Regions from separate parts of the Mus musculus genome. Here all the other regions are linked to region 6. Evidence: chromatin contacts called from public HiChIP or PLAC-seq and promoter capture Hi-C data. All regions are on one chromosome and are shown on one strand. Each heading gives the region's core, a stretch centred on a gene start, on an enhancer-like site or on the middle of the called end of the contact. The rest is flanking DNA. Distances are from core to core; before and after follow the strand shown.

Evidence for each region. Promoter capture Hi-C pulls out the DNA fragments that hold promoters and counts their contacts. HiChIP or PLAC-seq counts read pairs in DNA pulled down with a chosen protein or histone mark.
Region 1: an H3K4me3 HiChIP or PLAC-seq map of the SCID.adh cell line shows a contact between it and region 6, with 12 read pairs. The contact joins the enhancer-like site here to the promoter of Fam76b in region 6. A contact is called at or near these places in 6 of 39 promoter capture datasets (Sertoli cells, embryonic stem cells, hippocampal neurons and 3 more), 1 of 15 datasets of contacts at CTCF or cohesin (large pre-B cells), 1 of 484 Hi-C or Micro-C datasets (bone marrow-derived macrophages), 33 of 115 datasets of contacts at active chromatin or transcription factors (the 230-238 cell line, DN3 thymocytes, the NIH/3T3 cell line and 24 more) and 4 of 9 other capture datasets (adipose tissue, embryonic stem cells, liver and 1 more).
Region 2: a contact with region 6 is called in a FOXA1 HiChIP or PLAC-seq map of pancreatic cancer cells. The contact joins the promoter of Piwil4 here to the promoter of Fam76b in region 6. A contact is called at or near these places in 7 of 39 promoter capture datasets (the 3T3-L1 cell line, cranial neural crest, embryonic stem cells and 4 more) and 6 of 115 datasets of contacts at active chromatin or transcription factors (the SCID.adh cell line, T-cell acute lymphoblastic leukemia, embryonic forebrain and 3 more).
Region 3: an H3K4me3 HiChIP or PLAC-seq map of bone marrow-derived macrophages shows a contact between it and region 6, with 10 times the contacts expected there. The contact joins the promoter of Amotl1 here to the promoter of Fam76b in region 6. A contact is called at or near these places in 1 of 39 promoter capture datasets (embryonic stem cells), 3 of 484 Hi-C or Micro-C datasets (cardiomyocytes and embryonic stem cells) and 13 of 115 datasets of contacts at active chromatin or transcription factors (the NIH/3T3 cell line, T-cell acute lymphoblastic leukemia, astrocytes and 6 more).
Region 4: a contact with region 6 is called in a promoter capture Hi-C map of embryonic stem cells, with 4 times the contacts expected there. The contact joins the enhancer-like site here to the promoter of Fam76b in region 6. A contact is called at or near these places in 5 of 39 promoter capture datasets (cranial neural crest, embryonic stem cells, hippocampal neurons and 2 more) and 8 of 115 datasets of contacts at active chromatin or transcription factors (the NIH/3T3 cell line, the SCID.adh cell line, acute myeloid leukemia and 3 more).
Region 5: a contact with region 6 is called in a FOXA1 HiChIP or PLAC-seq map of pancreatic cancer cells. The contact joins the enhancer-like site here to the promoter of Fam76b in region 6. A contact is called at or near these places in 1 of 39 promoter capture datasets (embryonic stem cells) and 6 of 115 datasets of contacts at active chromatin or transcription factors (the 230-238 cell line, bone marrow-derived macrophages, large pre-B cells and 2 more).
Region 7: an H3K4me3 HiChIP or PLAC-seq map of pro-B cells shows a contact between it and region 6, with 5 times the contacts expected there. The contact joins the enhancer-like site here to the promoter of Fam76b in region 6. A contact is called at or near these places in 1 of 484 Hi-C or Micro-C datasets (embryonic stem cells) and 8 of 115 datasets of contacts at active chromatin or transcription factors (the SCID.adh cell line, T-cell acute lymphoblastic leukemia, acute myeloid leukemia and 5 more).

Annotation. Positions count from the first base shown.
Region 1 is chr9:14,348,285-14,350,984 of GRCm38.p6, reverse strand. No RefSeq gene overlaps it. Among named protein-coding and RNA genes, the nearest start is that of Gm34156, 20 kb to the left of the region's middle. Within about 2 kb of position 1,409, at least 6 of the 459 cell types and tissues checked have an H3K27ac peak or open chromatin away from gene starts, as enhancers often do. A contact at or near this core is called in the SCID.adh cell line and pre-B cells, where this site is marked.
Region 2 is chr9:14,739,280-14,741,979 of GRCm38.p6, reverse strand. It overlaps Piwil4 (piwi-like RNA-mediated gene silencing 4), which reads left to right and starts at 1,308. Exons shown (of 20, transcript NM_001368831.1): 1 at 1,308-1,522; 2 at 2,526-2,589. The coding sequence starts at 1,436.
Region 3 is chr9:14,613,674-14,616,373 of GRCm38.p6, reverse strand. It overlaps Amotl1 (angiomotin-like 1), which reads left to right and starts at 1,374. Exons shown (of 13, transcript NM_001081395.1): 1 at 1,374-1,640. The coding sequence starts at 1,592.
Region 4 is chr9:14,676,083-14,678,782 of GRCm38.p6, reverse strand. No RefSeq gene overlaps it. Among named protein-coding and RNA genes, the nearest start is that of Gm7607, 14 kb to the right of the region's middle. Within about 2 kb of position 1,337, at least 55 of the 459 cell types and tissues checked have an H3K27ac peak or open chromatin away from gene starts, as enhancers often do. A contact at or near this core is called in the SCID.adh cell line, embryonic stem cells and stem cell-derived epiblast-like cells, where this site is marked.
Region 5 is chr9:14,558,390-14,561,089 of GRCm38.p6, reverse strand. Amotl1 (angiomotin-like 1) reads left to right here. Exons shown (of 13, transcript NM_001081395.1): 8 at 2,482-2,631. Among named protein-coding and RNA genes, the nearest start is that of Amotl1, 55 kb to the left of the region's middle. Within about 2 kb of position 1,394, at least 88 of the 459 cell types and tissues checked have an H3K27ac peak or open chromatin away from gene starts, as enhancers often do. A contact at or near this core is called in pancreatic cancer cells, where this site is marked.
Region 6 is chr9:13,826,360-13,829,059 of GRCm38.p6, reverse strand. It overlaps Fam76b (family with sequence similarity 76, member B), which reads right to left and starts at 1,344. Exons shown (of 10, transcript NM_176836.4): 1 at 999-1,344; 2 at 236-300. The coding sequence starts at 1,085. It overlaps Cep57 (centrosomal protein 57), which reads left to right and starts at 1,953. Exons shown (of 11, transcript NM_026665.4): 1 at 1,953-2,204. The coding sequence starts at 2,160.
Region 7 is chr9:14,522,450-14,525,149 of GRCm38.p6, reverse strand. No RefSeq gene overlaps it. Among named protein-coding and RNA genes, the nearest start is that of Cwc15, 23 kb to the right of the region's middle. Within about 2 kb of position 1,294, at least 29 of the 459 cell types and tissues checked have an H3K27ac peak or open chromatin away from gene starts, as enhancers often do. A contact at or near this core is called in the SCID.adh cell line, T-cell acute lymphoblastic leukemia and pro-B cells, where this site is marked.

The sequences.
Region 1 (2,700 bases), core at 160-2,659, 520 kb before region 6:
AGGGGAAGTCTGCAGTTTGCTTTGAGTATTTACAACTCTGCAGCCTTAGCCCAGTGCCACTAAAACCCAATCATCTCACCCCTCTTTCCTTGTCCGTTTCAATCTCTCTGTCCATACCTGACTTTCTTTGCTAATACACTAAGCAGGTGCCAAATCTCCTTGCAGATGCTTTACAGTTGGCACAGTGGAAGGGAGTGGATGTTGGTGGTATCTCGGCTCGTTGTGAACAGTGAGAAGGCATAATGTATTTCCTAAGTGTGGAAATACTGATCTGCCTCTCTAGAGACTGCATTTTGCTCTCTTCAGCAATCATAGCATAGTTTCCACCAACATGGCATCTAGTCCTAGACATTATGCCCTTAGTGTCAGGAACGTGTGTGCCCACCATACTTGGCTTCTATAAAGACGCCGGGCTTGTGTCCTTAATGAGCTCACATACTTCATCCAAGGCCACACAGGAAGGAAGTGGACTTGGGTCTTGACGAACCTGTCCACACCAGAACTCACACTGAATGCCACTAAGCATTCTCTTACCAGGGAACATCTCTCCATTCAGTATTTTAATAAATTATTCAATGCCAACTGCAGACATTTTTACTCAATCCCAAAGTCAGGGTGCTGCTAAGAATCCAGAGACTTAGATCTCAGTTGTTTATTTTTATTTCTGTTTTACTTGAAGAGTAGATTGTGATGGGGTTTTCAAAACAAATGATGTTCTTGAGAGTCTCAAGATCAATGTGGGAATTGAGATCAGGAAGCATGGTAGACCAAAGTTCCCCTTGGTGAAGCAATGGCTTTCCTGGAGTTACTGGAAGGGATACAGATGGGGGCATGCTCAAGGAGCAGGAGTGACTCAAAAGCAACTATATCACTGAAAAGATTCCACATTCATTTGATAAATAACTGCTTGGGTTCATAGCACATGCAAGTTCATAAAAAGGAAGAAGAAAAGACAACCCAAACAAAACCATTCCAGAGTCAAGCTATTGGGTCCCGGACAGAGTCAAGTTGAAGATGAAGGGATAGGTGGATAATCTGATCCATGGGCTATAAAACAAGTAACTATAGAAATCTGGAGATGCACTGCAGAGCCCCGTCTCTCCCACTTCCATTAGAAGTGGATAAGGGTACCATGGGAAACTGTTTTCTGTGTGGAGGATGGGAGGGCTCAGCCCCTGGCCAGCTGTGTAAGTGTCATGGATGGCCAGGGAACCTACAAGCATTGCCTTCAAGGGGCTAAGCAGAGGCTGAGAAGACGAGCTTTAGACAAAGCACAGGGTTCCCCCACTTCTGCTTTAAAAGGAGGAGCCACTTGCAGTCATGAAGGATTACTCTCTCTGATGGAAGCACAGCTTTCCCCTTTGGCCAGGGCCTTGGTGAACTTTCTACTGCTCTGGCAGGCAATGCTTACCTCCTGAGCTTCCTGCCAACTCTGTTGCTTATGCAAGTCCTCGATGTCCTAGCACCTACAGTCCATCTCTAGCTGGGATCTACTTCCAGCCTCTGAGGCAGATTCTATATGCGTTTGTTCATCTCCGTGCCCAGCTCTGTATTCACCCTCCACACGCAAACCACAGAAGCCCCTGGTGTCTAGGGCTTGTCCTACAGCTTCTGGGATTGTCATATCCCATCCTGTCTTCTCCAAAGCAAAGCACATACTGCTCCCAGTCTCCCCAAGGCGGAGTTCCAGGCATCTCTAAGGCACCGTTCACCTCTAAATTCTTAGAACTCTCCCCTACATTCCAGAAGAAATATTTTACTCTTTCTCTATAAGAACATTTTTTTATAATGCCAACTTTTCTGTCTTCCTGCCTAGTAAAAGGTTTGGTGATGTATAGGGCAATGTACTCTTTGAAGATGATTAAACAAATTGAGTCCCCCTCATAATACAAATACATTGTTAATTACATAAATTGTAGCACGCTGGTTAAAAAAAAAGTCTGTTTTGTGCTAACTGTAATTGCAGTCTTCCCTAGAGATATTAATAAAAGCAGTGATAAAACACTTTCAAATAGAGAGGGTAGAGGAGAAGAGCTCTGCTTTGTGATCAGAGAGATGCTCCTAAGCAAGAACCCTGAGCTTGTTCTAGGTGACTCAGGGAGGTGGCGACGGGCCCAGACTCACATGGCGTGTGTTCTGCCTACTCTCTGCAACTCAAAAGAAAAATCCAGACAAAACAATAAATCTAAATATGTCACAGATATTTATGATTGTCATTTAAAATTAGAAATTCTAATTTAGGCGAAAGAGATGTCTCAGTTGTTGAGACATGTGCTTCCAGAGGACCCGAGTTAGAGACCCAGCACCCATAGGCAGCTCCGCCTGGCCATGACATCAGTTTTGGGGATCTGGTGCCCTCTTCTGGTCTCCAGAAGAACTTCACACATGGTGCTCCTATCCATGCACACAAAACCCTTTCTAATACACATAAAATAAAACAATACAAAAAGTTTTTAACCCCGATGTTTGTTTGATACCATCTATGAGATTGTTTTAGAGATAATTTAAAGAAACTATGAAGCTCAGCTCTTTGTGTGGAACTGATAGCCTGGCAACCTCAGCAGCTGTTGCAGACACGGCTTCTGTGACTGCAACATGAACTTGTGAGGCTTTTGTAATAACTGGTTTCACCTGCTTCTGAGATCCCTGGCCTGTTAAAAACATGGTGTCAGCTGGAAACCCAAGGAGGCTGCCATTGAG
Region 2 (2,700 bases), core at 59-2,558, 910 kb before region 6:
TACAAGACTGTATATCCGTTGCCTGAGTTACAAATAAACACCATGTTTGATTTAAATCTAGCTATTTAAGCACTTTTAAAAAGAAACCCAGAAGCACATTTTCCTGCACAAACCAGTACAAAGTTAAACTGTATTTCTTATATATTTGATTTGAGATTTTTTTTTAAACTTTGCAAACCACATCTAGGAGATGTGGCACTTGTGCATTTTATGTGTGGTGTTAGTTTCTCTTGATTCTGTTGGTTAAGAGGGCAGAAAAGATATCTGGTATTCTTGGTCACTTGGTTACCCTAAATATATGATTGCCAGTGGCTCAGATGACAAGTGACAAGACAGAATTCTTCAACACATTATTAAGTTCCTTATACCTAAGGCAAAATCTTGAATACATTATTGAATTCTAATTTCCTAATGGCTAACAGATTGACAGCTGCACATTTGGCATGCTTTGGGGTTGGTTTTTTTTTTTTAATTTTATTTTTCATTGCAGATTTATTTGGCAATGTACAGTACATTTTGTAAACTTGCATCAAGTTTATGAATAAAGAACCATTTAAAACTAAAATAAAAAAAATAAATATTTTTATATGTGGGTCTGTGTGTGCACCGGGAGCACACAGGAGTCAAGGATGCTAGAAGAAGGTGCCAGGTCCTCTGAAGCTGGAGTTCCACACAGTTGTGGGTCACTTCGTGGGTGCTAGGAGGCAAACCCTGGTCCTCTGAAAGAACAAGAATATACTAACCATTAAACCCTCTCCAGCCCCAATCTAATTTCTTTAAGATTTATTCGAATTGTTACATCCATTTTGGGTCATTCCAAACGTTTGTGTAATGGCCTGTCTACTAACCTCCCCCCCTCCCCCCGTTTCACCTCACCCCTTCTCAGGATACACCCTAACAAGACTCAGAGAAGCACACCTTATGACCGTCCCACAAGCTTCCCTCACACTTCCAGAGTGGTGTGTGATGCCATTCTATATACATTTATGATTGGGTAATTTCTAAAAACCAGGAGCAGAGAGATACATCCTCAAATGATAAAGACTGTATGCTGGGTATTTATAGCAAATGAGGGACACAGAGGAAGGCAAAAAAAAAGGTATAGGGGAGAGCGAGACAGAAAGAATAAAAAAGAAAAAGAAAGACATAGACAGAGAGGGGGGCAGGGGAGGAGGGAGGGACGAAGAGAAGGAGAGAGATTCATGCAATGCTAATAGGTGCCCACCCCCGCCTTGCCGCGCCCATCATGCGCCTGCGCATTCTGGGGGTCCACCGGGCCCTGCCCACCCACGCTCGGGTTGCTGTTTGTAGTAACTATCTTGGGAAGCTTGAATACTCCCAAACTCCGAGTCACAGCCACACCGTCTCTTTTGCCAAAGAGAAAACACTCCTGTTGAGGCTCACCAGCCCTGGAAAGCCGCTGGCACCCAGGAACATGAGTGGACGGGCCCGTGTGAGAGCGCGAGGCATCACCACTGGCCACAGTGCTAGGGAAGTGGGGCGGTCCTCAAGAGACCTCATGGTGAGTACTTCTGTCTATCCTTCCTTTGGCTATCCTGGGCAGTGTTTTCTTCTACATGCCTGTCTAACTCCTTTGAGGCTTTCCCACCTTTTTCTTTCAAGTAGATACCATGGAAGTGCAAAAGGCACTCTGGCTAGGAGGTGCATAGCTGCCTTCTATTTTCTTAGCTTTAATTCAGTCGCTGTAAATTGTGTGTGAAAGAATGAGAAAAACAAAGAATAAGCAAAAGACAGACCAACAGACTAAATAAAGCCTGAAGTATCTTCACTTGCCTTGGTGTGATACACTTGGTTCTGGTAAATGGTACTAGAAATCGTCTCAAATTCTGATGTGGAAAGATTCACCTGCTGTTGGTTCAGCAAATACTTGGAGTGTGGCTGTTCGCTGGGTGGTCAGACAGAAACAATACTGAATAAGAACGACACATCTACTGTTTGGAGAACCTTTTAGACTCAGGCCACACAGGTTTGTGATCATTTTGTCATTGTTATCATTTAGTAGAGTTCTCTTGACTTTGCTCTTTTTTTTTTTTTTTTTTTTTTTTTTTTTAAACAGACCAAGATACAATAATTTCTTGGACAAAGAAGTTTCTGCAGAGACAGTGTCAGTCTCTGTCCTTCCCTGTGTTGAGAGCTGGCTTTGGTTCAGTTCATCCCCAGGGGTCATCCCTGTGCTGAGGGATCACCCCACTTCCATAGCTCACTCACACTTCTGGGGCCTAACGCTGTTGTTATCTGGGTAGCTATCTGGGGCTGTTGTCTGTTATCAGATGGTAGCATGACTCAGCTAAATGCACTTGGCAAGGAGAGCACTCCAGCTTCCCCTTGGCCTTCTGTGGAGAATGGCCACCTCCCTCTTGCCCCTCAAGGGCATCTACCTCTAGTGTTTTCTGCTCCTGGATCATGGTAATCTACAGTATGAGACATGATACTGTTCTTGTCTTTTGATAATGTCATGGGTTGTGATTCGTTTAAGTCTGAGCAAACTTCCTACCTCTTTGTAGGTTACATCTGCCAGTCCTGGGGACAGCGAGGCCGGAGGTGGGACAAGTGTCATTTCACAGCCATGTAAGTATCTCTGGATCTGCCTCCCTGACCTCCTTCAGCCTGAGTGGAGTAAGAGGACTCACCAAGCCCGAGACACCAGACCGCACCGCCTGCTCTGCAACGGTTCCCTGA
Region 3 (2,700 bases), core at 125-2,624, 790 kb before region 6:
GCCCTCAGCATTGACGCTGTGTGGTAGGAAGCAAATGGGTTTCCACCCTTGGCTTTGCTACTGAACTTGTTCTGTGCCGTTAGGGAAGTCCTTGCACAGCCGGGTGGGAGTTTCCGCACTAGCCAAGTGGAAGCTGTGTACGTTTACCGTTCAGTCCTTCCCAGCCCTGCACTTTGTGACTGTCCACTTACTCGTGTTGTCTCTTCCTTTGCAGTGAAAACTCTTTCCTCATTTATCAGCTCTTGCCAAGCACCCTTGGTGAGAAACCTTGCCAATTCCCTCCAGGCTGCACTGCTGCTTGCTTGCCCAGTGCCTCCTTTTCCTGCACATCGGATCTCTGCCCCTTCCCCCTCTACACAGAGCTGGTCTCTTCTCTCTCCTGTCCAGACTCTTAACAAGAGGGGACCTACTGCCCTGTTCTTTTCTGTGCACACGTCCTGGCTTTGTGTGTTCTACAAAGGCAGGTGACTTTAACGAAGCCTGTGCTTGAGAAATAAGTTCAGCAATTACATTTGGGCCTCTGTCTGAGAAATCAGAGGGCTGTCATGGAATCCGGCTGGAACACTGGGGGTGAAGCGGTGAGCGGGTGAGTTTAGGGAGATGGCACAAGCCAGACATGACCCCTGCCCCCATGGCCAGGTAAGAAGAGAGAAAAGAGGAGCCAACCGTCAGAAACCTTGATATGCCCTAACCCTCCAAGTAGGGGCTTGGGCAGCAGCCACTGGCCTCTGCTCTCAGAAGACAGACCAGAAAGGTCCTAGTGCATGGCTTCAGAAGACAGTGAGTGTAACCTCGCAGAGGGCTGGGCAAGGAGCGTTGCTTAGGGAAAAAGTCTGATTTCGAAGGCGGGGCAGAGTCACAGACTTCAAATTCTTTGCTTCTGTTTGAGCAGATAGCAGCCTGAGGGTTGTGGTCACAGGATGTACAGTCCTAGGAAGCCATTGAACATTTAAGGCTGTAAGGAAGGTCTGTTTAGCTAGCTGTTCTGTTCCTCAGTGGAGCACATCATAGCCCCTCCTATCCTGACCGCCCCACCTGATAGAAGTACTAGGGCCTGGGGATCGCTTTCACCTGGAAATTCCACTTAGAAGAAAAGTTGGTCCTAAACCAAACCTAGCCTGGAGTTCGGAGGCATATTCCAGCAAAGGATTCTAAGGCATTCAGATAGAAATGGTGAGTGTGACAGGAATTCAAACGCGGATAGGGGACAAAAACAAGGGAGCCAGTCTCCCTTTTTGGTCTCAGGGAGACACGTCAGCCTGAGTCCCGGCAGTTTCCGAAATCCCGGGAGGGGCGACGGGAAACTGGGGACGGGCTCTAGGGCCCCGCGGCCGGGGCCGGGGCGGGGTGAAGTGTAGGGTTACAGGGATCAGACCAGCGACCCTCCTGGGTAGCACGCTGGCGACTGGGAGCGCGGGGCGCCCAGGGACCCGGCAGCGGGGTGGGGTGGGTGGGACTGGAGGGGGAACGGGGCATCTCTCTGCTGCCCGAGTGCAGAGGCACCCTTCGCCGCGCCTCCCAGCCGCCATCCCCCTGCCGCCATTCCCCTGCCGCCGCGTTGCCCAAGCCAGGATCGTCCCATGATCGCCCCATGCGGAGGGCAAAGTCGCGCCGGGGACCTTGCGAGCCTGTGCTTAGAGGTAATCAGCTCAAGCCGGGGGTCCGGGAGGGCTCCCCCTGACTGGGCCGAGAGGTCTCCGCGGCTGCTCCCGAGAGCCCAGGCTGACATCAGCTCCGCACCAGATGTGGGGACTTGGTGAACCAGATTTGTGCTGGGGCCTCAGATTGTCCTGTGAGGGATCCAGAAGGTTCAACAAGACAAAAAGCAGAATTCGGTTCAGAACTACCCTCCGAGTGCCCAGTACCCCCGTGGGGGATTCCCACGGGAGGCCAAGGACTCGGGTACGCGTGCGGGCCCCTGACGCGGGACTGGCATTTCTCCTGTGGCTGGCAGGTTGCGGTCCCGGAGGATCTGGAGGCTTGGCGGGTGCCGCTGCTCTGGCGCAGACAAAGGCGCGCGGGGCGCCCAGCCTGGACCCCAGGACGCGCCCCGGCCCGGAGGCTCGGGCCTTTCCGCCCTGAGCCTTCTTTGTTCTCCCCAAACAAGTTTCTTGCACAAATCAGGGGTAGGATCCGGCTTTCCCTGGCCTGTTGGCAGTGCCTTGGAAAAAATCTGGTTTCCGGGAGGAAGCACAAACTTTCCAAGGGGGAGCTGGTTGAACTTTTTTGGAACGTGACATTTGTGGCAGACAGGAAAGTGGAACCTCGGCCCGTGACGGCCCCTGACAGTGCAGGGGACCCACTGGTGTTAGCCTTAAGTAGCCAGGCTGGGAGATGAGGTCTCACCTTCTCCAAGTCCCCTGCTTGGGGACCTCAGAAGACGAATCCCGGGCCTGTGCCCCTATTTTCTGCCTCCTTTTTTCCCCCTGGAAAATGTTTGCCTTTCAGCTCTTGTGGTGGGTGTATTGTCTAAATGCCTTTAAGTAGGGATAGTGTGTGGGTTACCTGGACGTCGGCTTCTGGAGACAGGTTTCGATCTCACGGGGCCTTGATGCTTACATTTTGGATGGTATTTGGTCCTTCGGCCCCTCTGCTTCCTGCCCATGGTTCTGTTTCCCTACAAAGACTTAAAGTTTGGCGGGCTTTGCTTATTAAAGTCCTTGGTGATGGTGGAGGATGTCATGCCTCAGAGGTCCACTG
Region 4 (2,700 bases), core at 88-2,587, 850 kb before region 6:
AGAAGGGGAGAGAAAGAAGTATAGGGGTTATAGGGGTCAAGGGCATCAGGAGACCTTGGCTCACAGAATGAATTAAGCAGGGCCCAAAGGGGCTCAGAGAGACTGAAGCAGCAATCAGAGCCTGCATGGTCTGTGCTCTATCCTCTGTGTACATCCTGTGGTTGTTTAGCTTGGGGTTTTTTAGGGGACTTCTAACAATGAAAGTAGGGTTGTCTCTGAATCTTTTGCCTGCTCTTGAGACCCTTTTCTTCTTCTTAGGTTGCCTCATCCAGCCTTGATATGAGGGCTTGTGCCTAGTCTTACTGCATCTAGTTATGCTGTGTTCAGTTGACATCACTGGGAAGCCTGCTCTTTTCTGAAGGGAAATGGAGGAGCAGTGGATCTGGGAGGGAGGAGAAGAGGGGCTGGGAGGAGCGGAGGAAGGGGAGGCTGTGGTAGGGATGTAGTGTATGAGAGAAGGATAAATAAAAATTGCAAAAAAAAGCTCAAGCAATAAATTATAGACAATGGGACTTCATGGATTATATATACATATATGTCAAGTTTATTTACATAGGATTAATTATTTTTTTAACAAGTCTTGCTTTCTGAAGATCTGCCCCACTCCACAGATGAGGAAGGAGACAACTGTTCTGAAGGCAGACAGGAGCTAGGAGGGTAATAGGAAAGGCAATGAAAACAGGAGGCAGGAAAGCTGTGTCTAACCCTTCCTGCAGGAACACGCTTTCTACTTGAACACCTGGCTGGCTGTCCTTGTGTCACCTCTAATGGAGTGCTGTGCGTGATGTCAATTAACTCCTATTGATGCAACAACATACCAGAGAAAATCAACTTACAACCACAAGTAAGAGGTTCATTTGCTTTCAAAGTATCCTCTCTGCAGTTGGCTGGTACCATTGTCACAGTCCTGAGGTAAGACTTCAAGGTAACAGGAAAACACGGAGCATCCAAGGGGCTGACCCTGTGGCAGCCAGGAAACAGAGAGAAGGAAGAGAAAGTGTCTCTGGAACACACACACAGTGACTCCACTGTCTCTTACTAGGCTCCACTTCTGAAGTGCTCACTCAGCTCTGAATTCACAGACGGAGCAACTATGTGACGTTAGCTCTCTCTCAGTCCAGAGCCTCTGTGCTCTTTAAGGACACAAGTTCCCTTCCACAGCCCTACTGTTTGTCTTCTCCACCACAACCAGAGCAGGCTTTTGAAACCTAATCTAATCCTGCCTTGCCCTTTCCCTTAGTGGAACCTTTGGCTTTGAATGGACAGCTCAGACAGGCCCTATACATCGGCACTGGCTTTCTTGCAAGCCCATTCCCACCCTCATTCCCATTCTAGGAGACACTCCAGCCCCCACCTACCACTCTGGACCTGATCAGTCCGGCTTCCTCCCATCTATCAAGATGAATGCGTGAGTGAGCGAGCTTCTGACCTTCCTGCTTTAGCACCCACGCTGTGGTTGTCAGAGATGTCCTGATGCTCCCGTCACTTCACACTGACCCTTTCGGAAATGGCCCATTCTTTAAAATAATCTCAATTTCCTTCCCAAAATTTCCCTTCATAGGGAGATGTCTCCCTATGATTAAAGTGTTCTCTGAGCAAGAAGGAGGGCCTACGCTTAGATCCCAGCACTCACAAAAACTGAACACAGCAACACAGTCTGTAATCCCAAAACAGCAGGGAGGAGTTTGCTGGACACCGGGTGAGAGCTGCAGGTTAAGTGAGGAGCAATACAAGAAGATACCCCGAGTTGACTTCTGGCTCCCACATGTATGCACAAACAGGTGCTCATGTACATGCTCATGGGGAAAGAAAGGGGGAGGGTGAGGGTGAGGGTGAGGGTGAGGGTGAGGGTGAGGGAGAGGGAGAGGGAGAGGGAGAGGGAGAGGGAGAGGGAGAGGGAGAGGGAGAGGGAGAGGGAGAGGGAGAGGGAGAGGGAGAGGGAGTGTCTGATATAGAGGGTGCAGGCCTGGGATTTAGCTCCCATGTAGCTCAACAATCTTTCCTCCAGGAGCCACTGCCATGAGGCGCTCCAGGACTGCAAAGTGACTGTTCCCCATGTGACTGCAGCTTAGAGAATAGCAAAAAGGTTGTGATACATTTCCAAGCTGCCTACCTTCCTGACCAGCCCAGGGCTCCCTTTGTCCCTTTCATAGCAGGATAGGAATGTGGCACTCCTCAGGAGAACCACAGCAGAGCTTGTCCCAGCTGCTAGGCTGTCAGGCTGATGCAGGGGTGCAGCAGGGTGCTTCACCTTGCTCCATCTGCTATCTTTGTGACAGCCCTATGAGTCAGGCAGACAGGTATTGCTGTGTCCATCTATAACTTCCGCAACCAAGCTAAAAAAATGTGGAAATACTGGTTCCTGCTTTCAGGACTGGGGTCAGTGCCAGATTCCCCCACCCCTTACACTGTCTGTGATAAACGGAGGATTCATGATGTAACTGGCTGGGTATTCTAACCCCTCACCCACCCCTTTCCTTTCTTCCTGCCTTTTTTTTTTTTTTTTTTGTAATACTAGGAACATAGGCAAGCTCAGAGGTATGGGGCTTAATCCCATGATGACAGCCAGCTTTGACAGAGATACAGACACACAAGAGCTAGAAGACAGGACAGGCATGTCTCAAAAGAATATACACACCTTATACACACACGTGCAAGAGGGTGGAGCGACCATCGCCCACTTCTAAGAAGAAAGAGCTT
Region 5 (2,700 bases), core at 145-2,644, 730 kb before region 6:
ATGTTGTAAACTTTTATTGTGACCTTTTAAAGTGTATTATTATTGTGCATGCATGGGGGTGGAGCATACATGTCACAGAATGCTTGGGAGCTCAAGGGACAGCTTTTGTGTGAGTTCCAGGACTGAACTCAGGTTGACAGGCTTGCACAGCAGACTCTCACAGCGGGGCTCGGAGAGCAGGCACCTCTACCTGCTGAGCCATTGTGCCAGCCCTTTTGTTTGGTTTTAATATTCCTTATAGAAATGGAAGTCATTTATGGGCCCTTGATGGGCTGGTCACTAATTCCTGAACCCTGTCGTGGTCTTTGCTTGGCCTCCCCTGCTCAGCTGTGTTAGGCTGTTAGGCGGATGACTCAGGCACTTGGCTTTACTCCCACTCCCTGTTCTTTTATTGTTTTAAAATTTAAATTTATTTTATGCATCTGCATATGAAATCTGAATCACAAACAGCTGTGATATGCCACATGGGTGCTGGGAATTGAACTCTGGTCCTCTGGAAGAGCAGTGCCCTTAACCACTGAGCAATCTCTCCAGCCCTGCACTCCCTGTTCTTATGCACGTTTCTTTGGAAGGGTTTTGATTTGGTCCCAGGGTCTTAAAATACTTGCCTTGTACTAGTTTACCAGGGCTGTCACAACAGGGTTGTAGAGCTAGGCCACTGCCAGTGTGACATACAAGCTTCCCGGCTCACCAGCTACGTGACTGTGACCAAGTCATTTTGCCTCGTTGCCCTCAGCTTTCTCATCCCCCATGTAGAAGTGGAATAGGGCATTGCTCCTTGTCCCCAGGAGGGTGCGATGAGATGCACTTACAGAGCAAAATGTCTGGTACAGTAGCACTCTGAAAATGCCGTCTGGTAGAATGTCTGTCATGAATCATCCTCAAGGGAAATGCTCCTTGCCAGCCGTAAGGCTGAACCATGCAGGGATGGATCCACACACTTAAGGATCTTACAGCTGCTCAGGGATAGTACTCCTTCAGTTAACGTTACACATGGAGTACCTGCTGTGGGTTGTCACTGGCCCATGCATCGGAGACACACTGCTCGCTCTGACCAGCAGAGACGTAGACACACACATTCCATGGTGGCTGTATACGCATAGCTCTGCACACAGTGGTAAGAACGTCTGGCAGTTCATATGAAGCATTTGCTCCAAACCGCTAAGCTCAGGAACCTACCTAACAGACAGGTTCTATTCAAAAGCCTGCTAATGTAAACAAGCAAAGGCGCCCTGAGAGAGAATCACCCAACAGTCAGGTACAGCTGTAGCTGCCTGGAAGGCTTCTGTCTTATTGTGGTGGCGCTGGTAGTGTGAGCAGAAGTAGGCAGGGCTCGTGGCAGAGCTGCTGCACAGCTAGAAGCCTCCCTCAGCTGCAGGCTGCCTTGCCAGGCGGGCGTGTCGCAGCCCGCTGTGTGACAGTGCTTCAGCACTCTGCTGAGTCACTAGTAAGGCATCTATCTGTTCCACCAGGTGCTAAGAGACAGGAAAACAGCATCCGGTGTCTTCTTGCAGAGCACCAGATCCAGGAAATGTTTTGGCTTGATTTCTTGGCCCCAGTTGATTCCCAGGAAGCAGGAAAAACACCTGGATTTATGCACGTGAACCAGATTCCCAGGGCAGACAGAGCCCCGAGCACTAAGGGTTTGGCACCGTGGGTCATGGCTGTAAATCCATACCTGATGGTATGTTTATGTAATCATTTAACATTTTTTCCACTTCCTTAGGCATCCCCACAGGTGCTCTCTGTGTCCTTCCTGTCCCCTCAGGAAGCTCCTTAGCCAGAGGAGAAAGTCACTCCAGAAACTGCTGAAGTGAGACTATTGTTCACCAGCAAATATACAAATGAGTGCACATATGTGTATGCATACATCCAAATTATGGAGATAGAAAATTCCTCTAGTGTAGAAATAATTGTAGCATATTTGTTACATATGGTGTTTTTACTATATTTATCATATATTGCTTTTTATAGACATAATTTTTATTTAGTAGAGAAAATTCAGAACTACATTTCTTGTTGTTCTTGCAGAAATAGCTCTTCTACTACAAACATGACAGATACTTCTAAAGATTGTCCTTTCTCTTCTTTTCATGGATCTATGTATTCATAGCTAGACAGATATGGTTGTAATAATGTAAATAACTTCTGGTTTAGGGTTTTTTATTAAACTTTAGAGACTAGGCATTTCTATACACTAAAAGCTTTCTCTTAATCTCCTTTCCATTGGCCGCAAGTGCTATGATTATAAACCAGTAATGAGTCAGAAAGTACAGAGGTGTTCCCATGACCCTGTACAGGCAGAGCAGAGGGCCTCCCACCCCCAGCCTCCTGGCCACCTTGCTGTACCTGCCATAGGCTTCTGCAGGATGGAAAGGGTGGCTCACACTCCTGCAGCTCAGCTGGGGTCTCCAGCTTGTCTCCCACCCGGCTGCAGTAGTCAGTGGTGTCCACTCTGCAAGGTTTCACTCTCTTCTTCAGTTACGAGAGAAGCAAGCCTATGTGGAAAAGGTGGAGAAGCTGCAGCAGGCCCTGACCCAGCTGCAGTCAGCGTGCGAGAAGCGAGGGCAGATGGAACGCAGGTTGCGGACCTGGCTGGAGAGGGAGCTAGACGCTCTGAGGACACAGCAGGTGAGTGACAGGCTGAGGGACTGGAGAATCAGATAGAATGGCTTACAGATTCACCCAGAAGCCCCCTGG
Region 6 (2,700 bases), core at 95-2,594:
ATTTTGACTGTTGGCAGAAGTGTACATTTTCCATCTATCAATTTTATCCCTTATTTTCACATGTAAAACCAGAATTTCTTTAGTTAAATGTCTTCTCTCATACTGTACATAGTAGCTCTAAATTTTAAATTTCAAAAACAAATCAGTTTTTCAAAGCACTTTAACACAAATATTACAACCCCTAATTATTCCTTATACGAATTTGTAACAATGAAAGACTGCTCAGTATACAAACCTCTCCTGCTGAAATTCTGATCTGCAGTAAGTACATTTTACAATAGGATGTGCAATCCGACATTCCTGTAATAAGATAATACATAAGTCAGTATTTATTTCAGAGACCCAATCTCACTCTTTGGTAGAAATTAATCGACTTAGTCAAGTGCCTGAAATGTCAATAAAACCTGGCTGGCAACGTAAACAACTGGGTGACTTATCACATCAGCCGTCAGGCAGAGTATAATTCCATGGGGATATTTTTGTCCTTAGTGGAGGGGGGGGGTGCGGAGGGGGTATATGGAACAGAGAGAAACTAAGGAAGCTGTCAGGACTGACTTCCAGGGGTGGTTTACATGTGAAACTACTAGTTATTTTGTACAATTGCTCACAGACAGCATCCCGGCTTTTATGGGATGGGAGGAGCTCCAAATCAGAGAGCACTCTGTTCCTAAACCAGTCGCTTCGCTTTCCGGGACAGGGAAGCAGAATGCCATCAGCTCTGCAGCTTCGGGTTGCTAGCAAGAAAGTGCAAACACGGGCCCTGCCTCCCAGTGGAAGGAGAGGGCAGTCCCTGCCAAAGCTGGGATGAGAGAGTCTGCACCCAATCTCTGCGACACGGAGGACTGGTGGCCGCTTGGCTCAGCCCCACCCGAGACCGCCAGAAGCGGCCGAGCTAGCCCAACCTGCGAGCAGGCGGGACGCGGTCGACACGGGGCTCGCCCATATAATGCCCGGGCCCTGGCGGGGAGCGGTGCGCTGAACGACCGGCGCCCACCGACCTTGCAGAGCTGTTGGCCCTGCGAGAGCTCCTCGAAGGGGTAGCGCTGCGTGCACTTGGTGCAGGCGTACAAGGCCGACGCCGCCATCCTGCTTTCCGGCTCCTCCGCGCGCGCTCAGGCGGGGCCTCCGGGAACTCGGCTGCCCCGCCCGCGGGCTCTTCTGCTGCTGTGGCCCAGTCCCGGTAACTGCCGGGTCCCCTGCGTCTCCCTCCGCCTCCGCCGCCGTCCCGGGACACCTACTGCCGCCCGCCCCGCCGCTCCCGTTTAGGCCCGGACCGCGGCGGAGGGAGACGAAGCGGGAGCTAGGCGGTGGATTCCGCTTCCTCCTCGGTCTCGCGTCCCTCTCTACGATTGGCTACAGAGAGCCTTACGTCACTAGAAAGCTCCGCCCAGTCCCTGGCCTAGGTTCGGCAGGGAGCGCCCACAAAGAGAGAAAGTACCAACCAATAGGAAGCCGCCGCTCTCAGAGCGCGAAATCCGCTTTGAAAAGATCCCGCCCACAAGCCACGGCCAGTCGTCGTTTGGCTGGTGCGCTTGAGCCCATTGGCCAGGGGGTCCACGAAACGCCGCTTTTTTTCAGTCCTTGGCTTCCATTGGACCATATCCTTAAGCCCCTCCTACTTCTGTTTGTCATTGGCCGAAAGGTCAGTACATCAAATGGAGAAGCAACGCTCTCTGGAGTTTATTCCTGGGATGCTGATGGAGTATGTCAACTTTCCATTCTCCTTTATTCAGCTTCCGTCATCCGCCTCAGCAGGCGCTGAAGGTTCCAGAAGCCCTAGCCTTTGCTTCCTCATCCAGAAAATCCATCCCTTTTCAGACGCTCCCAGAGCCGTCTGTCAACTCAGACGTTGCCGTTCCCGCAGGCTCCGCGATGCGCTACCTTGTGACGTCACCGAGAGAGGAGGCGGGCTCTTCCCTGCCACCAGAAGTTGTCCTCTTTTCTGATTGGTCACTGGAAGGCGTCTATCAAGACGCGTTGCCTTTCCCGTGCGCGCTGAGTGTGGCGTCCTTGTGGTTTGCGAGACCGAGGCTCCTATAGGGTTCGCAGCTCGCCCGCCCCTTCCATCGGGGACTTGGATTCCGCTTGCCCCAGGCGGGCGGCTGTCGAATCCGGAGGAGGAGCTCAAGGACGGCGTCTGGGGTTGCGCAGGTGGGAAGATGGCGGCAGCCTCGGTCTCGGCGGCTTCTGATTCTCAGTTTTCGGTAAGGGGCGGCAATCGCGTGGGTTCCAGGTGGGCCTGTACGGCTCTCCGGGTTGCCTCACTTTTCAGGGGGCCCGCGATCTGGCGTCAGCCCTCGTCCCGCAGGATGGCGGGCTGCCCGAGGCCGCGTGCCACTCCCGGAGGCTGCAACTGTGTTTTCTGGAGCACCTCCTTTTCCACCCTGCGTTCCCTTGTCCTCTCAGCCGGTGCTTTGGAGCGTTGTCCCGAGCCTGGCTGGTGCACTCTCAGGCCCGCTAACACAAAGCTCTGTCGGTCACGTGAGCGTAACGGCCCGTCTCGGAAACTCACTAACAGGTAGGTGTGCAGGTTTGTAGAGTGGCAGCCGCTGAGGCGTCCGTGGTCCCCAGAGTGCGTTTTCGCCCTTGCTGCCGTGCCTCTCTGTTTGTTGCGCGACCCTTGCAGGCGGAGCCCGGGCATTCCCACTTCCCATTACTAGACTCTGTATGGAAAAGTTGCTCTGGAGAAGCGATCGGGAA
Region 7 (2,700 bases), core at 45-2,544, 700 kb before region 6:
TGTTTTTGCACCATTCTACTTCTTCTCCTGGGCCAGCCCATGAATAAGTTGAGAAACTTGTCAGGAGCTTTCCTGTGGCGGAGTTCACGAGTGGACAGAAAGGCAAGGTGAGCCGTGTTCTGGCCAGAGACATCATCAGCGGCACAAGAGCTCAGATCAAGGGCAGAACAACGGAAAACTCACCATGTGTTCTTCAGGGAGCGTGGTGGACGCATGTCAGAAAGAGCCTGAGCTGGAGAGTGTAACCCACACCTCGGGTCGCACTGGAGAAGTCCATACAGCTGTTTGGAACCCTGGTGTAAATGCTTTAGGTTCTGTGAAGTGCCAGATTAAGATCAGTATCCCGCAGACAGAGGTGAGAGCGCTAGCCTAGGCCTTCATGGAGCTCCAGCAACGAGAGACCAGGAACCCAAGGTTGCTTCTCGAGAGGCTGGTGCCGGGCATGGCGGCGCATACTTCAATCTCAGCACTCCTGGGGCCAGCGAGGCAGGAGGATCTCTGTGATTTTGAGGCCCACCTGTCCATATAGCGAGTTCCAGGACAGTCAGAACTACAGAGTGAGACCCTGTCTTGAAAAACAAGCAAACATGCTAATGGATATAACACTGGGTACATGGTGGACTCCACACTAGGACAAAGTAAGACATTCGAGGACAACGTGAGTGCCTCCAAGTTCAAGTGGGGATGCGGAGTGTGATGTGAGGGTAACGTCTGTTCAGAAGGCAGAAGGAATGCTGAAGGCTTTGACTCCAGGACTGTAGAAACCCTCAGCAAGCTCAAGTCTCCCGACATCGCTCATCGCCCATGAGGACGCTGTATTCAAATGGCGCCCTTTAGCGTCTGGATTTGCTATATGGTGGGTGTAGCACTTCCAGATTCTCCCCACAGCTCCACTGTGGAGAAAGAAGTGACCATTCCCACAGGTGTGTCCCTTGGGTGCCGGGAATCTAGAGCAAAATTCCTATTTGTGGTCTGTCACACGACGAGAGTGATAGGCTTCTTTGTGTCATTTCTTTCCCAAATAAGTCTGTGTTGCTAAAGATCTAACCATACTTTTAACTTCCTTCTAGGGGTGAGCTAAATGTAAAATAGTGACTAGTCTTTATTAGGAAAATCAGAAACATTGCTTTTATAATGAGCATTGAAAAGTTTGTGTGTGTTTAATAAAACTCCTCCAGTCAAAGGGGAAAGAAGTTCCACCTTTGGACATTGTGACAGTGGTAGGAAGTCTTGACATTGCTCTACATGAAATGAGAGCCCGACAGAGCTCTTGCTTGGCGATGGGGGTGCCACCTAATGGCCAACTTGGGGAATGACCACAGCTTTCTCTGGGCGCTTAACCTAGGCAGGAGGAGCCTGGGTAAATGTCTGATACTCCTGGAAGCTTTTCAACGCTCATGTCTGACTGTAGACATTTGCTTCTGGTGCTGCTTCCACAGCTCTCACACTCTTAGGACAGGCCTGGGTCTCCAGAATTACATTTTCTGAGCAGAAATGTGCTAAGTCTAGCTGCTGGAGCACAAGAACAGAGGAGAAGAGGAGGGCCTGTACAGAGAGGGAAAAGCCATCTGGCTTTCTAGTCTCTGTTCTTGCAAAGAGATCATCCTAGAAGTATCCCTGTGGCTGCAAACTACTTACAGAAGAGTGAACCTAAAATGGTCACAAAGAGGCCCTTGGGTATTAAAAGACATGAGTGCCAGGAAGCTCTCTCTCTTTCTGTGTATGTGTGTGTGTGTGTGTGTGTGTGTGTGTGTGTGTGTGTGTGTGTGTGTTCTCTGCTCCTCAGCCCACAGAAAACCAGTTTCCATTCTGGGTGTAAGAGCATTTTTAGTGTTGGAGAGAAGTCTCAGCAGTTAAGAGCACTTGCTAGTCTTACAGACTAGAGTTCTTGGCACCTCTAACTCCAGGGGTTCCGGGATCCTCCTCTGGCCTCCACAGGCACCATACTCATGTACACACACACACACACACACACACACACACACCATAAATCTTTCTAAAGAGGGTTCTTAAGGGTTCCATTGCCTTAACCCCCCTTTAGATATATGTCTGCAGAAAGATGTCTCCAAGTGTCTTGGGCAGATAACATCATTTACTAATGACCTTCCTCTTGTCTACACCACCTGCCCAGTGTTGACACTGCCTGCCTCATCTCTTCTTTGCCTACCCTACACCTCTACCTTCTGCTCCATGCCGACCCCACCTGCCCGTGCCTATGTGGCCTTCCCCACACTGTCACTGCCTCCCCTCCCTACATGGCTTACCCACTCCTATAATGCCTTCTCTCTAAGGCTTGTTATGATTTCTAGAGTTGCTGCTTTCCTTTCATGGACCTTGACTTCTCCGGTGGTGGGGTGTTCACTCACTGTGAATACAATGACTTCCAACCCCATGTTCTCTGAAGATCTTCTAGTGAATTCAACCCAAGTTATGTACCAAATGTTAAGAGTTTACTGAATCCTGAACAGACCAAAAGGAGCCTCATCCACCAACAGGCTCGGTCAGGGGGCTGGACTGTGCTGTTGGTGGAGGTGGGTTGAATGCAAGAAGAGACACACACAGAACACATGCCACAGAACTAGGATCTTGGGTGCTGAGGTAGAGTTTGGGAAATGAGCTGTGCTGAAGGATTCTGTACAGGAAGAAGGAGATGGTGACCCCATCAAAGCCTTGGTCAAACCGAGTGGGTGCTGGAGCAAA